2 separate regions of the Mus musculus genome follow, and region 1 is linked to region 2. The links are chromatin contacts, called in public Hi-C maps. All regions are on one chromosome and are shown on one strand. The core of a region is the stretch at or near the end of the contact, and the rest is flanking DNA. Distances in the headings are between cores, read along the strand shown.

Region 1 (5,569 bases), core at 1,888-4,387, 140 kb after region 2:
TCTTGTGGCCTCTGTGGGCATCACACACACACACACACACACACACACACACACACACAGAGTTCGCATGCATACATATAGGCAGGCAGACTCTCAAAGTCATGAGTAATGTCAGAGCATAAGTTAGAAACAGGTTTTTAGCATGTAGGCCTTGTGCCTCTGATTTCTCTCAGGTCTCAGGAAAGCACACTCTGTTCCCATAGTGGTGCAGAGCTGATGTCTGTTGTAGGTGTGGACTCTGCTGAGCTGCCTTTTCCTCGTAGGAACGTTGCCTCCTGTTGGAGATGCTCCAGACGTTTCTAGCCTGCTTCTGTGGAGCGTGACTTCACAGCAGTGAGGTTTAAGTCCTAGATCTCATGTTTAAGGGACAGGAGGGTGCTGAGGTGCTCAGTGGGTACTAACACCTGCCGCACACCCCTAAAAACATGAATTCGACTCCCAGACCTCGGGGAGCAAGGAGGGAACCTACTCCCAAAAGTTGTCCCCTGACTTCAACATGTACACACCCACACCACCCATTTGAAAAATAATAATTTAAAAAATAAGTTTAAACAATAAAAGGGAGGAAAGACCTCCTTGGACCCTTTTTAGGAAGAGGTGGGACATGGATCAAGTTACACCTCAGTTGTGGGATGCTTACTTCTCTCATTGTCTTTCAGAGAGTCACAAGTGGATCATTCATTTTATTTAATGAATACCTATTTAGAAATTAGTAGCATAACACTCTTGGACGGGCTCTGAGACTCTGTTCTCCAGACTCAGATCTGTAAGACGGAATATGTGAAGTCATAGTCAGTGCCTGTGTGCTGGGAGGAGAGCTGCTCAGAGGCAGCATGCAAGGAGGAAGTGTGGAGTGCCTTCCTTCCCTGCAGGCCAGGAAGCAAGCACACTGAGAAGAGAGCAGCAGACCCCAGGCTCAGGCACAGGGGCATATCCGTTCTGCAGACTCCTCCAAGAATCTGTGAGCACGGGGTCCCCAAGCTCGAATTATAAATCAGACAGGCAAGGCCACTGCTCAAAGCCACCTGTGAAGATTGCTCCAGACGTGGGGCATGCAGGGCGGCTGGGCAGGCCGCCTTTGGGTGTAGACTCAGCGTGCTCCCTGGTTTCAAAGGCTCCTCACTAAAATTCTTTCTGCAGGTTTCACTGGCATATTGTGTGATGAGAACATCGACAACTGTGACCCAGATCCTTGCCACCATGGCCAGTGCCAGGATGGGATCGACTCCTACACCTGCATCTGCAACCCTGGGTACATGGGAGCCATCTGTAGTGACCAGATTGATGAATGCTACAGCAGCCCTTGCTTGAACGATGGGCGCTGCATTGACCTGGTGAATGGTTACCAGTGCAACTGCCAACCAGGCACATCAGGTAGGACAGTCCCTCCTTCTCTCAGTCCCTCCATCCAGGGCCTGCTCTTTGGCATTGTCAGCTAAAAGTGACAGCTTTCTTCCTGCTCTGTGTCTGGTGGGGCCTCAGGAATTTCAGGCAAAGGTAAGACCTTGGTAGTTTCGAAGTCAAATGCCTCAGGCTCCTCACAGGCCACCTGAGCCTAGAGGGAGGCTGCTTGCTAGACGAGGGCCTGCTCTGTCCTATTAGGAGTTCTGGAGCTAGTTCACTGGGCAGCTACATTTCCCAGATTTCCCAGAATTCCATTTTACCTGTGAGAGGAACGATCTTGGACACAGCTTTAGCTGGAGACAGAGGGATACTGTGAGAGATCAAAGGGAAATGTCTGAGTGGAAGATTAACCAGTGTGAGCCTTGCGGAGCAGAGGGCCTACTGGATACACGGGGTGATTTGTAGGGGCTCATCCTGGACTTAAGGAAGTCGGCCTATGGAGGGGGCAGAGGCAGGGGAGTGGGGAGCTGCCCTGATTTCATTGTGTTACTTCAAATCCATTTCTTCAAACTTGTCAAAGGTCCTGGTCTTCATCCAGGGCCTCACACATGCCAAGTTTGAAAACAAAGTCCTTTTTGAATTGCTCAAGCATACGAAAAACATCCCATGCCTTCACAGCTGAGAATGTGGGTCCCCTCCCCACATTTAGATAACTCCCTCAAAGGACTGAATAGGGCTTTGTGAAACCTTCCAAAAGCAATTTGCTTCCGGGCTGGTCCCCAGACATGAGAAATTGCAGTACGAAGGAAAAGTGAGAGATTTACAAGCAGTTGAATAGGGGCCTTTAGAATGGAGGGGCTGTGTTAGGCTTGCTGTCTCCCTCATTGTAACAAACACGCTGGAAACCTGGCGAGTGGTGGGTTGGCAAGAACTTATTTTCCTCTGGGATTATATCCTTGTGCCAGAGTGTATCAGGTATACTTTCCTTCAGGGACAGAGGCAAGAAGTTAATATTCATGGTTTGCAGCAGGCAGCATGCAGAGAGAGGCCAGACCCATTGCTGCAGCTGTTTGAAGAGTTAGAGCAAAGAGCTGCAGGCAACATACAGACTTGCTGGTCTGTGTTCAGTAGAAAGGAGCTGGCAGGTGCTGCCGGCCTGGCTGGAAAGTCCATTTAGGGGACAGTGTGGATAGACTGTCACGGAGTCACGATTTCTGATCGATCCAGGTATCATGCAGTCTCTGTTGGTAGTTTGATGTTTGGAAGGAAGGAATCATCATAGCTTGCTCACCGTTCCTGTGGTTTCCACTGTCTGGGTGCTCAAAGGGAGAGACACGCTCACTGTTAGGGTCTTCTCTCATCTGTCCTTTATAATGATAAACTCTTGGAATAATTAGTTCTCTTGAGTTTCAAGTCACCTAAAATGGCTTGATCTAGCATAAGGAAGAGAAAACAGAAAAGCAGCCAATTCAGCAACAGCATAGAAGTCTCCTCGGGCTCTAAGAAACAGTAGAACCCCAGACCTTGTCAGAGGAGAGCTGCAGACCTGAGGCCCCAGAGGGCTGCTCTGCCAGTGTAGACGCTTGTGGGCAGCTCAGCTGAACCAGGACCTCAGGGTCTGGAGCTGTACTGGCATGCTAGGACTTCATGGACTGGGGGCCGGAGGCTAAAAGGCCCACCCCTGCATACAGGAATATGGAAGCTTGTCTCTCATTAATGGTCATTGTGGTTAGCCTCAGCGACATAGGAGGGCTGCATGACATTCTGGAGCTAGCATAGAGGTGGTAATTATTAACAAATGTCTGATCACTTACAGATAGGACGGTTGGTGAGTGACTCAAATGGTGACATTTGGTCTAGGAGCTTTATCTGTATTCTTACATGAGATTTTACTTTTACACTTTTTATACCACAAAACAGTCTATGGACCCCACATAGCTTGCTTAGATGCACTTTAATGATTGCAGTATGTTTTCTTGTTTTGTTTGTTTTGTTTTAGTTAAAATGGGATTCTAGAACGGTAGGCTGCCGCTGTTTCAGTTCATGGTTCAGGCCATGGCTGCTCCTCCTGGCTGTGATGCTCTCTCAACCTGAGGGCTGAGAGTTAACAAGTTACACAGTGACAGATTTTATTGTCCTCACCAAAGCCATGAAGCGGGCATGTGTTTGTTTGGCTGTGGGTATGTAGATATGTGTCCATCTGGTTGGGGCCTGCAGCCTGGATCCTGGCAGAGATGCTGACAGTTTTGCCTATATTGCCTTTGTACCGTTTCCATGACAACAGAGTAGAAGGGACAAATCATGGCTAAGTATGAGTAATCCAGTCCTCTTGGCTTCTCAGTTCTGGCTTCTGTGGACTGTACTTGGCGATGCGTCGCTTTGTTCTGATCGGATGGCCTGGATCCCCTACAGACTTCTGACTGAGTAGCACCACAGGCGGAAGTGCTGACATTCCTGTGGTAACACAGAATCATTTCTCTGGGTCTCTTTACAGGCCTTAATTGTGAAATTAATTTTGATGACTGTGCCAGCAACCCTTGTATGCACGGAGTCTGTGTGGACGGCATCAATCGCTACAGCTGTGTGTGCTCTCCGGGATTCACAGGTAACACTCCTTGTCTTTGGAGGGGGCCTCCTTTAGCCCCATCAAGCTGGGAAAGGGGTCCCTCAGTGAAAATCACTTTTTCACCTGTTTCCTGTTTCTCATCGTCTCTGGAAGGTTTGCAGTCTGCTCTGTACTTCTCTTTCTGTTCCAGACCTTCCTAAGTGGAAACACAGCCTTTCCTTTAGCGTTTCAGGCCACGCGTGTCTTGCTCCCTGAGACTTCCTAGCAGATGGTAACTTTCCATCCCCGTGCTTGGGTTAATGCCTGCAAAGCCACCTTTGCTTCCCCACAGGCAGAGGCCAGTGCCTTCTGTAAGGCTGTGTCCAAGGTAAACGTGCATGGAAACACTGGCTGCTCACCCTGGGGTCTCGCCTCTCCCGGGAGCCTGTTTGGGGAGGGCATAACTTGAGGAGACCACCACATAGTTTGTCTACAGTGAGCAAGATCTTTTTGCCCATGAAAAGAAAGTAGATTAGAATTATTCTGCATTGTGACTCTTCCTTAGGTATGAACCTCTAGAGAGTTTGCACATGTGCCCATAGGTGAAGTATAATCCACACATTCTCTCTTCTTCCTTTTCCTTGTTAACATTAACTTTGTCATTTATGTTTCTGGAAAAATTATCGTAGAGGCTCCAGAGGAAGCCTGGGCCCTCACTGATACCTCATATCGGTGACAGTCCCATTGTTAGGATACACTGTGTGTTCTGCTTTTTCTGGACATTACCACACATGTGCAGACATATATAATATTACCCTTTAGTAACTGCCCTATGGTCATCTGCTCCCCAGGTGTGTAGCCCACTTCAGAGCTTTTGGCAGAGCCTAAGGACAGTCAGAGCCAGGTGAAGAGAGTGCTAGGTACCCAGTTCCTCTATGCCAGCGGTATGACATGTCAGGAACTTTTGTGGCTTTGGTGGATCTCAGTTCTTCCTGGTGACTGAGACGCCAGTGTGGTGAAGGTTTCATGCCCTGACCCACTGAGGTAGCCCGATGAATTTGGGCATCCTGAAAACTGTTCTCTCAAATACGTGGGAGCTGACTAAATACACAGACCTGTTAAGTGTAACAGGAAGAAAATGCCCAATTTGTATGAACGGCTTATTCTGAGCTAGGAACCAAAGATGCTGTCTCACCTCACTTAGTTGGGATAGATGCTACTGTTCCTGTGGTACTGAGGAGAGGGCAGAGAGCGAGAGACGCAGGGTGATGTTCCCAGTGCCCTGCAATCAGGGTCTTTCCCAGGCGTCTACGCCAGAGCCCAGGCTCATTCCCATTACATGGCCAAGGGGGAGCCTGTTACGGTTTCTTCTGGGATTTATGTAAGGCTTCTCACCGGTTTTAGTTTTTTTAAATGTCAGGGAATCATATTCTGTCTGTTTTTAACATTTAGCAAATCAACGGGGTCAAAGAGGGGGCACATAGGCTAAAAATACTCTAAAATAAACATAAGGTGTAGCATGAAACCACATAACCAAGAGATGGAATGTTTTGGTTGCTGGGTGGTGCCCCCTTCTTGGGAACTGTTTTCTGGTCCAAGAGGCTGTTTTGTAAATCGGTTGCTGGAAATGTCTAAGAGTCATGAGCCATAACTGTGAAGTATTTGGGGCTTTTCCTTCTA
Region 2 (5,378 bases), core at 1,400-3,899:
GGGTTGGGGTGGGGCAGCTGAGAAGGAAAGAGGGGCCAAGATAAAGTAGGAATTCTAGCCAGGAATGCAAGCAGCCCCTTCCTCATTTCACTCTGGAGAAGCTCTGGGAAGTGCAGTAAACCCCATAACTTACTATCCTTTTCCACAGCCGAGGGAAATTGCTCTTTCCCAAGGGTGGGGGTTGTGTCTACGGTGAGCCGTGGTGAGCCGCTCTTCTCTGAGGTCTGTTGAGGAAGATGTTACCAAAATGTGTAGCCTAGCCTCTAGTTCATCTCATCAGGAGAAAAACCGTCTGGACCCTCCTGCTTATTTGTGGGTTGTTTTGCCCCACCCCCTCTACACAGCCCTATTTCTCTCTAGCTTCACTCTAAGGAAAAGTTAAGTCCCCACAAGACTCATTCACAGACCCAATGCTTTATGGAAGTCCCCAATGTCTTTCTCCCATTCAGTGTCTCCTTCCTTCCTCAAGATAACGTGGGAGCTTTGGGTATATCACTAGTCAGCCAATAGCAAAGACTGGTCTCTTACAAAGAGAGGAGCTCTCTTACAAAGAAGCTCTGGCATATGGTTGCAGAGGCTCAAGTCTGAGGGTCCACCTGGTGATGCCAGAGGCCCAGGTTAATACAGGTCATCACTTGGGAAGAAACAAGAGTACATGTGTTTGTGTCTGGCAGCTCTCCCCTTTTTTATTTTATTTTATTTTATTTTATTTTATTTTTTTATTTATTGATTGATTTATTTGGTTTTTTTCGAGACAGGGTTTCTCTGTACAGCCCTGGCTGTCCTGGAACTCACTTTGTAGACCAGGTTGGCCTCGAACCCAGATATCTGACTGCCTCTGCCTCCCAAGTGCTGGGATTAAAGGCATGTGCCACCACCGTCCGGCCCTCTTTTTTTTTATTACAAAATATTTTTAAAGATTATTTTTAACTATACAGATGGGGGTGCATGAGTGCAGGCACCCACAGAGGCATCAGGCAGTTGTGAGCCAGGGAACCTAACGCCTGTCCTCTGTAAGGGCAATGTGCAGTTTAATGACTGAGCCATCTCTCCAGCCCCTTCTCTTCCTTTCATAAAGTCACCAAGAGTCAGCCCTGGCGGCTCTATCTGTCTAATTTTAATCCTCCCCAAAAGTCCCACCTCTAAAGTCCATAGTGGGATTAAGTTTCTTCAGCCTTAATACATCACAACGGGGTTTAATTTCAACACACGGAGCTTGGGAGAGACTGGAGCCAAATGCAAGCCGCAGCAACAGGAAGCATTTATAACGTTAAGTAAGCAAAAGAACAGGGCACAAAAACCTGTGTGCAGATTATCGTTCTCATTGTGTAAAAGTCAGTAAATGAACAAAAATTTATGAACCTGTAAGGAAAATGAGATTAGAGGAAATAAAATAATGAGCTGGTAAGATGAAAGAATTGTGGGGTTTTGTTTTTTTGTCTAAGATTTATTTATTTATTTTATGTGCACACACTGTGGTTCTCTTCAGACACACCAGAAGAGGGCATCAGATCCTATTACAGATGGTTGTGAGCCACCATGAGGTTGCTGGGATTTGAACTCAGGACCTCTGGAAGAGCAGTCAGTGCTCTTAACAGCTGAGCCTTCTCTCCACCCCCTCCCTTTTTTTTTTTTTTATTCTTCATGCTCTTTTTTTTGGGGGGGGGGGTTTCAAGACAGGGTTTCTTTGTATAATCCTGGCTGTCCTGGAACTCACTTTGTAGACCAGGCTGGCCTCGAACTCAGAAATCCGCCTGCCTTTTGCCTCCCGAGTGCTGGGATTAAAGGTGTGTGCCACCACTGCCCGGCTCTTCATGTTCTTAATGTTTTTTATTTAAATAATTTTGAGGGATTTTGCTTGTTTTGGTTTTGTTTTTTAAAAAGGAGGTCTTACTATGTAGCCCAGGGTTGGCTTCAAACTCATACTCTTCCTGCCTGGGCTTCATGAGTTTACAGATGTGAGATCACAAGCGTTGCACTACTATACCTGAATAGCTCCCTTAGAAAATTAATGTAATAAAACATTCTCTTGTAATTTAGGAAGAGACTTGTTACAATGGGGTCAGGACAAAATTAGTAATAACAACTGCTGAAAGGAACAGAGTGGAGAAGCCTGTTGTTGATAAGGTGATGTGGATGTGAACTTGTGAATCATTCTGCTTGTGTGTGAGCTGATGTTGAGATCTGATCCACGAACCCTTAGGGAAGGCACAAAGCCACTCCTCACCCTCGCCATTCACAAAAGGGAGGGAGGAAGACTTCAGACATGGTAGGCAGTCATGAGCTGGTAGAGGTACTAAGTTTGGGGGCTTCTAGCATGCTTCAAGGATGGAGCACTGCAACTGTGTTACCATTTATTTTTAGAAGTTCTGTCCTCGGGAGGCGGGCATACTGTTCACCTCTCACTGAATTAGCTGTGTTCCACGCAGCCTTTGGACATCTTTCTGCTGTAGCAGCAATCGGATCAAAGCACGTGTCAGAAAGAGAAGTGAAAAACACCAGATGTGAGCGAAACCACAGGGGGAGTTTTCAGCCAGGCGGTGTACACCGGATGACCCCGTTTGGAATGTGGCCCAGGACCGGGATAGACAGACCAGCAAAGGATGAGACAGGACACACAGCCGTTATTGATCCCGATTGGAGCCAAATGTGGTTAACTTGGTCTATGACCTTGCTCAAGTCATTGACCTCTACATGACTTTCACCATCTGGGCAACACATGGGCTGCTCATTTCCTTTCAGGAAAAACTCATGGCAACCATGTTAGTCACAAGAAGTAAGAAGGAAGCAGGACCTGGTGACCCGGTGGGTGGTGACATATTATACCCGAGCACATGAATACCACAATATGGACGTGTAGGTATGAATTTTATGAGAAAAGTGTGTATGAAAATACAGGATTAAAGACCGTGCCTCATTAGTTCAAAAGTAAATAATCTTAATATTGACAATCGAAGGGTGTAACAGGACTTTTTGTTTTTTAGTCTTTCTTTGCCTAAGGTGCTTCAGAAATCCAAGGGTCAGACTAAAGCCCTAGCCTGGCACATATTTAGGGAAGTAAATGTTAGTAGAGAATGGAGCTTACTCCAAATTCTTACTCTTTGCCACTTAGATGCTGTGTGCCCTTGCAGAAGTGATAGTTGTGAATGTCAGGTTCCTACTCTACTATACGAGGCCAATACTAAGATATACCTCATGGGCTTGTGAAGGCTGAATAAAGTAATAAACCAAAAGAGAGGAGGAGAATGCTGGGTATGCGTTTGTTATTATTATCCAATAAGAATAAAGCTCTGCTTTAAAAAAAAAAAAAAAACAACTTTTTTTTTTCTAAATCTTGGGGAGTTGAACCTTGGACCTCATGCATGTTCACTAAGTACCATAATGGAGGCCTGCTCTTTTCTGAGGGGACATGAAGAAGCAGTAGATCTGAGGTAGAGAGAAGGTGTGGGGAGGGGGGTTTTGAGAGGAGGGGGAGAGGGGAGGCTTCTGCTCTTGGGATGTATTACATGAGAGAAGAAGAACAACGACAGAAGAATCTTTCCTATCTTACTCATCTGTGCAGAACACTGGTCCCTCTAGACTTTAAACTAAGCTTTAGTCACTAGGCATCAAAGTCATTTTGTTCATCTATTCCTGTCTCAGCTCCTCTGAGTCAGGTTGATGCCACAGCAGAAGTCTCTGAAGCATCCGTGAGTCCTCTGCCCTTTCACCCATGAGCCTCTGATGTATCAGGATGCCCTGTCACCACTAAGGCTTAAAAAGTCTGATTTTTTTCTCTCTCTTTAATAGGATAGCTCACAGCCAAGACCTCAGGGAGACACATGAGGAATGAGGAAGAGGAATCCTGATCCAGAGATGAATTACTGCCTCCTCCAACCCTTCAAGGTGGCAGAAGGCTATGGTACCAAGTCCAGGAGCCAACGTGCTGGAATTCATCTTGGGTCTCCTACTGAGGAAATGGCTCTACATAAGAATATGGGAGAGGAAAACCCAAAGTGGGCCCATGAGAAACTCGATAGTTAAGCTTCAGGCCTGTTGGGGAATGATGGACAGACCTTTCAGAGCTTCTGAAAGTTGGGGATCACATTTCCTAAAGATACAACAGGAAATTGATTCCAAACAGCAGAAAGAAGTACAGGGAATCATGGAATTGGCCTGGTCTAGCTGTCTTGAGAGGTGTGGGTCGTGGAGTTTTCAGGTTAGGGTCTGTGGCTTCTGGGGCACTATGTGCCTTTCAATTCCTGAGAAACTGAGTCACTCCCTCGGGTAGTGAAACATTCATGCCAACTGTATTCTCTGTATCCCAAAGAAATCAGTGAAGCATATAAGAAGGCTGGACAATTAGTCTTAGACATTAATCTTGTGTGCAATCATTGTATCCTGGCAGTTATAATTCTATTCTTCTTTGTAGCTGCCATTATATTCTGTATCTGATAAGGGTATAAAAAGTCTGATTGCTTGCAATAAACTTGTCTCAACCTTAGGTTTTCGGAGACCCCTTCAACCTGAGCCTGATTTTCATTCCCACTGACCATTTCAGGAGACCCTGGTTTGGTAAATAAGCCCTTTCCAAGTGTACTCTTTAAAAATATACTTATTTATTTTTAATTGTGTGCACATGTGTATATGTATATGCATGCGTGACTGCAGGTATGCTTGGAGTTCAGAAGAGCACATCAGATCCTCCTGTAGCTAGAGTTATAGGCAGTTGTGACCTCCCTGATGTGGGTGCTAGAAACTGATCCTGGGACTTCTGCAAGATCAGTAGACACTCTTGATCAATGAACCATCTCTAGCCCCACAGACACTCTTGACTTCCACCCCTGCCGTACATGGTTATGTGAATCAGGGGAAGAAAGGCAATGTTTCATTGCCAAGTCAGTAGCTTGTAACCCCTGGGGCCTGTGTTGCTTCTATGCTCTGATCCTGTGTGGATTAGAATCTATAAAGTATATCTATCTTAGTCACTGTTCTATTGCTGTGAAGAGGCACCATGACCAAGGCAACTCATAAAAGAAAGCTTTTGATTCAGGGCTTGCTTACAGTTTCAGAGGCTTAGTCCATTATCATCATCATGAGGATGGACATGGGGCTAGAGCAGTAGCTGAGAGTTACATCCTGATCTGTAGGCAGAGAGAGAGAGAGAGAGAGAGAGAGAGAGAGAGAGAGAGAGAGAGAGCAGAGACAGAGAGAGAGAGAGAGTAGAGACAGACAGACAGAGACAGAGAGAGAGGCTAGGCCTGGTGTGAGCTTCTGAAACCTCAAAGCCTCGCCCTAGTGACATATTCCCCTACAAGGCCACGTGTACTACAAGGCCACACCTCCTAACCCTTCTAAACTTCTCAAAGAGAGTCACTCCCTGATGACTAAGCATTCAA

The links. A called contact is a pair of places that touch in the nucleus more often than the background predicts.
Region 1: a Hi-C map of liver shows a contact between it and region 2, with 2.1 times the contacts expected there. The contact joins two enhancer-like sites. A contact is called at or near these places in 1 of 15 datasets of contacts at CTCF or cohesin (the NIH/3T3 cell line), 1 of 484 Hi-C or Micro-C datasets (liver), 2 of 115 datasets of contacts at active chromatin or transcription factors (differentiating embryonic stem cells and pancreatic cancer cells) and 1 of 9 other capture datasets (embryonic stem cells).

What each region holds. Positions count from the first base shown.
Region 1 is chr3:98,103,209-98,108,777 of GRCm38.p6, forward strand. Notch2 (notch 2) reads left to right here. Exons shown (of 34, transcript NM_010928.2): 11 at 1,141-1,374; 12 at 3,839-3,949. Among named protein-coding and RNA genes, the nearest start is that of Adam30, 55 kb to the right of the region's middle. Within about 2 kb of position 3,138, at least 116 of the 459 cell types and tissues checked have an H3K27ac peak or open chromatin away from gene starts, as enhancers often do. A contact at or near this core is called in liver, where this site is marked.
Region 2 is chr3:97,962,517-97,967,894 of GRCm38.p6, forward strand. Gm5544 (predicted gene 5544) reads left to right here. Exons shown (of 2, transcript NM_001033779.2): 2 at 3,790-4,502. The coding sequence starts at 3,899. The coding sequence ends at 4,270. Among named protein-coding and RNA genes, the nearest start is that of Gm5544, 35 kb to the left of the region's middle. Within about 2 kb of position 2,650, at least 71 of the 459 cell types and tissues checked have an H3K27ac peak or open chromatin away from gene starts, as enhancers often do. A contact at or near this core is called in liver, where this site is marked.